Linked DNA regions of Anas platyrhynchos: region 1 is linked to region 2. A link is a contact called in public Hi-C data. All regions are on one chromosome and are shown on one strand. The core of a region is the stretch at or near the end of the contact, and the rest is flanking DNA. Distances in the headings are between cores, read along the strand shown.

The links. Hi-C and Micro-C count contacts between places; a contact is called where the count stands out from the background.
Region 1: a Hi-C map of subcutaneous adipose tissue shows a contact between it and region 2, with 1.6 times the contacts expected there. The contact joins two enhancer-like sites. A contact is called at or near these places in 2 of 8 Hi-C or Micro-C datasets (skeletal muscle and subcutaneous adipose tissue).

The regions. Positions count from the first base shown.
Region 1 is chr7:16,146,547-16,149,572 of IASCAAS_PekinDuck_T2T, reverse strand. All of the region lies in intron 8 of KALRN (kalirin RhoGEF kinase), which reads right to left. Among named protein-coding and RNA genes, the nearest start is that of KALRN, 210 kb to the right of the region's middle. Within about 2 kb of position 1,257, at least 1 of the 8 cell types and tissues checked has an H3K27ac peak or open chromatin away from gene starts, as enhancers often do. A contact at or near this core is called in subcutaneous adipose tissue, where this site is marked.
Region 2 is chr7:16,105,382-16,108,398 of IASCAAS_PekinDuck_T2T, reverse strand. It overlaps KALRN (kalirin RhoGEF kinase), which reads right to left. Exons shown (of 64, transcript XM_072040795.1): 6 at 1,714-1,828. Among named protein-coding and RNA genes, the nearest start is that of KALRN, 170 kb to the right of the region's middle. Within about 2 kb of position 1,453, at least 1 of the 8 cell types and tissues checked has an H3K27ac peak or open chromatin away from gene starts, as enhancers often do. A contact at or near this core is called in subcutaneous adipose tissue, where this site is marked.

The DNA.
Region 1 (3,026 bases), core at 8-2,507, 41 kb before region 2:
AAAACTCATGCAAACATTATCCCTGACTTCCTCCACTGCCTGTCTCCCCGCCAGAAGTATTTTGATGGACTGACTATAAACCATGACAAAAATAGGGGAAATTGAGACTGTTTCATTGTGTCCTATTTTTGCTTTTCATCACCATTACCAAGATCAGACATGTGTGTTGATTAGCAATGAACTAAGCAAAAATTCTCAACTTGAGACTGTTTTGCTTGCAACACCTTTTCAGTGCCTGTGTTAGAAGTAAGACATTGAAGATTTTGGCAATACATGAAGGCTCAAGAAAACATTTCTTTTTTTTTTTTTTTCCATAATGCATATGGTATGCAAGAAGAAAAGCCAGAGCATCTTAGTCTATAGTGACACTGATACTGGAAATCAACCACCGACTGTGCTCCTGGCTTCACCTCTTCAGCCACCACCAGTTCCTGAGGAGGCAACCTCTTGACTGCATACCCACCATCGTGTGTCCCTATAAATAGTTATGAAGTCTAATTTAAGATATACTTTTAAGAACCTAAACTTTGCCAAGTATGGGCCATTTAAAGCATTTCATCCAGGCAAGGAAGATGTTCGTTTAGGAATAATCACATAGATACCTCTGAAAGATGCTGCAGAATAGGTCTGTTAACCTCATGCACAGTATAATTGCATTATTTCCTGACACCTAGGCTTTTAGCACCTAACCTTCTTGAGGATCAAAGCAATTAAAAAAAACAAAACAAAAAAAACCTGCTTTCTTCTCTTTCTATATGTGTAGGCTTCCTTGCCCTTTAGAGCATTTGGGTCTCCTTGCCTTCATTAGTTAAAGCAGAACTTCTTGGTTATAATATCCTATATTTGTACCTAAAAATGAGTTTTAGGTCTGTATTCAGATGCCAAAACACTTTATCTTGCCATACTGATCAGGGGAGCATTCCTGTGCCTCCCAGTGGTGCCAAGTTGGAGAAGCTGAAACAGCTTCAAAATGCTCTATATCAAAATTGGCAACAGAAATAAAGAGGAAATTTGTGCAAATGCAAAAATATTCTATCAGAACATACTGCCTTCAATTATTTTTGGATCCATTCTAATGTTCATGGAGGAAGCAAGAGGAATAGTAACTGCATATCCAATGTCGGCAGCAGGAAACTACAAATAGTACAGCACACCATGTTCCAGTTCCAATAACGGCAGGCTTCAGAGCTGTTTCCTTACAGTTAGGCGCGGACGGACTGCAAGGTGATTGCTGCCAGAGTTAGGAAACAAAGCAGGAACTACGCCATCACTCAGCTAATGTTCTGCCCTCTTACTCTGAAAGGTCACAGCCGTGTTGGATGATCCAGTGCAAGCTGGATAGTAAGTGCTGTAGAGCGCTAAACTATGTTATAGGGCACACTTAGCATGAAGGAAATGCGCAGGTCTTCCTCATCCCTAGCTATAGCAATGGGGCAAGGAGTTGTTATTGTTTTTACACACCCATCAAAAAGATCAGGTTCATTTCTAAGTGCTGTGGAGGCAACATATTTAGCTGCCTGAAAAAAAAATAAAAAATATGCAGATTTGGCAGCACAGGGCAGGATGAATCGATACAGAAAGATGGAAAGCACTGAGATATCTATTTTGCACATCAGATCAGGACTCCTACTTCAGGACAGACTTCCCTTGTGACAGGAGGAAAGGCAATTAACCCCTGTGGTTTTTAATTCCCCATTTTTTGCTTTGAACCTTCCATTCTTTGTACTTTTATTTTGCTGCTCCAAAGCTGATCCAGCTCAACAGCAATCAGTCTCTGGCAGATGATTGCTCCTCTTGATGGACAGCTGTCCATATCTACAAAATCAGCACTGCAGATGGAATTCAGAAAATTCTAATGTGCTTTGCTTATGGAGTCTGAACGCAGGTCCAGTTGTGGAAGTGTTATGGAAGGAAGTTTGTATCCTCTGATCTGTCAAACCAACTATAGACTCACTGCAGCAGAAACAGAAATATCAACAGTGGACTCCAAAAGGAGTCCTGTCACTTCCTCCAAAGAGAAACAAATGATGGTTGTAACATGGTAGGTGACATTCACCACTAGAAAAACATCCACTGGAAAGATTTTTGACGCGTATTTATCCAATTACCTCGACTGCTCTGCTCAGCAGGCAAGGCAATCCCACACTTCCTCAAACCAGATGGCAAAAATGGGTTTGTAGAAGCTTTCTGTTGTAGGAGCTACACAAAGCAATTGGCACGTACTTGTGGATTTATCCTGTTATTAGCTTTGTCCCTAAACCTTCTACTGGTGGATGGAAGGGTAGAAAAGCAAATGTTCATAGTGCAATTGGTACGCAGAGGAAGACCCCCTGTGGCCTTGCCTGATAAAAAAGAAAATAGCAGGATAGAAGCTTGACACTGAAAAATCCAGAAGCTCCTTTGGTACATCACTAATAAAGAAGATATTTTGATTTTACAATCTAATTAGCAGAAATGAGCTCTGTTTGTGCTTTGAGGGAAGTTAAAATCTCCTATAATGATCTCTTGATCTTGCAAAATCTGTTCTTTCCTACAAATACCAAGAACAGGATCTTATTAAGTGTGACCAGCAGTGGTCAAAGTAATGAACAGTTCCCACAGAGCCCCCCATGATTACTTCCCGCTCCAACAACTCTTCACTTTAGATTGTCGGCAACAAATTGAGGGTGGCATTAGCAACCTGCTAGAATCCTACTTCATATTAAACAGAGCAGGCGCCAGCTAGCTGCATCTTTAATTCAGAGCTATAGCCTGCAATGAGTGGAAGTCCCAGCATGCAGGTTTCTAACTACAAGATATAGGCTACACAGGATTCATCTTTCTGTTAAAGATTTTTGAAGATACCTTGTCTTTATAGATGCTGAAGTGTTTTTACCCCTCAGTTCACCAACAGTTCTTTCATGTCCATGACTTGGAGAGGGGCATTGCAGATTATACACAGTTTAGCAGCATCCTTAGAGCCCACTAAAATTGAAGGTGTTGATCCCACTCTGATATCTCTTCAGCACATGACATCTATGCTCACA
Region 2 (3,017 bases), core at 204-2,703:
TTTTTTTCATGTTCCTGAGTTTTGTATTAGCTCCTTCAGCATGTACCTCTGCTCCCCAACTTCACCATCACTAGAGAAAAATCATTGCTGGACTGATTCACAGTGAGGCAACCAAAAGCAGCATCAAAGACTAAGCTAATCTTTTCAGTTGTGTGAGAGTGGAGAACACAATGAGTGGATCTTGTTATTACAGCCATGCAAGAAGAGGAATTAATAGAAAAGTTTGACATATTAGAAGGTCATTTTAACTGTGCAATTGCTTGCAACCCCTATCTCCGAGGGAAAAGAGGCAATGTCATATCTTTGTACTTGCAACCATGCAAAGGATAATAAAATACAAAGGAGCAGTTTCATTACTGGAGCAGCTGGAGGGGAATTGCCAAGCCCTGGGACACGAACTCCCAGGGAGTGACCTACTGCTCTCCCAACTCCAAAGCATGTCCATAATCTCCCTCACGATGTTGTTGAAAATAGAATTGGCTAGAGGAAAAGAGAGGGAAAAAGAGCAAAAGGAAAAGCAAACCAATTCAACTTATAAATAAAAGCTTGATGAGCAAAAGTCTAGTGCAGCAAAAAAATGCATCACCTGAGACCGTGTGAAATCCTGTCAATATGAAATGAACACTGGCAGATCTGGTACATGTGGTTTCTTTTTCCCTTAACTCTGCAATCTCCCAACAGCCTTCACTTTCTTTCCGTAGCAAAAGCGGGAACTTTGATTTCTGTACATCATACGTTTAAGGAACTGAGAGTACTCCTGAGACACTTACCTTCTTATATCCAGCTACAACCAGCCCTCCATTTTGAGATGTTAACTTTTCACTTTACAATAATATAAGCACTGTTGAAAGGGTTTTATCCCTGGTTTTAAAAAATAAGGAATTCCTGGGGGTGGCACAGGGTCCATCACTGAAACCCTGAGCAACCCCTCTCAGCCCCTCACTCACCCAGGGGTATCCACACCTCAACGCCCGGTATGGTGGTTATCAGGTAAGGACAGTGGACAGGCTTGAAAACAGGAAAGGAAGCTGGATGAGGGTGTGCATAGCCTAGTACTCTCTGAGGCATTAAACACTGGCCTAGAAATACCTACCTGGGCACTAAGCCCGACAAACCGTCTCCTGAATCTTGCTAAGATAAATATGCATTGGCAATAGAGATACATATGCACTGGCAATAGATCCATCTTCCAGCATCCCCGGGAAAGGAATGGGGACCTGCACATTGAAGGAGGGACATGAGGACTAATGCTTGGAAAGACACCTTCTAACAGAGCTGGCTTGCATGTAGAGCCATTTAAAGCGCCTCTCTTTGCAAACAGCCCCTTTCGTCCACCCACTTTCCTTCCTGAGCCTGGATAAAGCTCAGGGAAGTGCCAGCACCTCCAGCTACTCTCCTTTTCCACGCCTCTAGGAGAGCTGCACAGAAACATCGGAAATGAGAGCAGCTCCTTGCTGCTGTCACGAGCTGGGTTTGCAAGCCTGAGGCTCAGGTTTGCGAACACTGCCTCTGCTCTTGGGGACTTCTGCATTGCTGCTTGTATGATAAAAACCATCAGAACATACGCAGGAGGAGGAAGGGAACACTTTTGTTTCTCTGTCCCAAGAACTGAAGGTACTAAAGGTTAATACTTGGAAATCAGCAACTGCCAAGAACAAGTTCCCCACCCATCCATCCACACTGAGCTTTGAAGTGTTTTCTTTCTAGCTTTACCTTGGCACGCTGGCCAAATAAGTCACAAGTTTCCGAAGGTCTTCCTGCCTTATTCTGTCATGATTGCTGCGGGCTGGGAAGGTCAAGACAGGACCACCTCGTTTATCACGGCCACCTGCGGAAAATAGAGGATTGTTAGAAAATCAGGCAGGAAGCACACGTCAAAAAAACTATGTGCACTGAATTGATAAACATAAATTAAGGCACATTCAAGAGCCTGCGCACTCTTTGTAGCTTTCAGGCTTGCTTAATTGAGGAAGACGTGCTTGCATTTGTTAGAGCGCCAAGGAAGAAAAAGGAAGAAAAAATCAACACACCAACCACAAGGAAATTTGCTACTAGCTTTTCTTCTGGCTTTCACGTAATCCCATAAAATCCAGTATGACTGGTCAACAGCAAGAAAGTGAAAATATTTCTGTTACTCAATGAACTGCATCCTTCATTACCAGGCAGTTTATAAAGTCCTACCAGTTGGATGCAGCGCACCCCTGCCACATTTATGCAGTCAGACATACTAATCTATCTGGCAACTCATTAGAGACTGAAGTTCTGATTAGAAGTTTGTGCCTGTGTTTTCTATTTAGAGAGTGTTGTCAGCATTTGGAGTTTTTTTTTTCTCCTGCAGCTTTCCTGTCTTAAAATCCACTCCTTTTAAACTGCCAGTGTCTGGCACTTAATGCTTTACAGCAATTTTCAAAAGAGCCACAAAGGAGTGGTTCTACCCTGAATTATACAATCACAAACATAGGGGTGAATACAACCTATTCTACTGCACCTCATTTGTTTCTCTGCTGTGAATAAAGTTTAATAAGCTTGTAACAGAAATCTAGTTCCTCATGCAATGTTTAGTCCTTCCTTCATGTATTATCACTGGATTTTTTCAGGAACTGTGTGTTGTCAGATACATGTTGGCATTGTTATCTAGGAAAAAAATCATATCAAAAATACAGTCCAAAAAGCTAGCACAGAACTGCACCTTGCCAATAAGTTGTAAAAAAAAGCAGATCGATATTCACTTTTTAGTGGAACATATAATCCCTTTAAGAGAAATATCACTTCTGACAAAGGGAAATCACGTGCTTCCTCTGAATTATATTATCTGGCCAAAAAGAAGGAAAAGCTATGCAAAGACACGTGCATCTCCAGCACTCACACACACTGTGTTCTCTGTTACAGTGCACAGGACACCTGCACTCCGTGGAGCCGTGACTTCTGCAGGGGTCCCAATCACTGCAGTTTGGTAGGAAGAGCCCTGGGAGGCTCTGCTGTAAGAGCAGGACTGGCACAAGAGCTTGGATAAACAG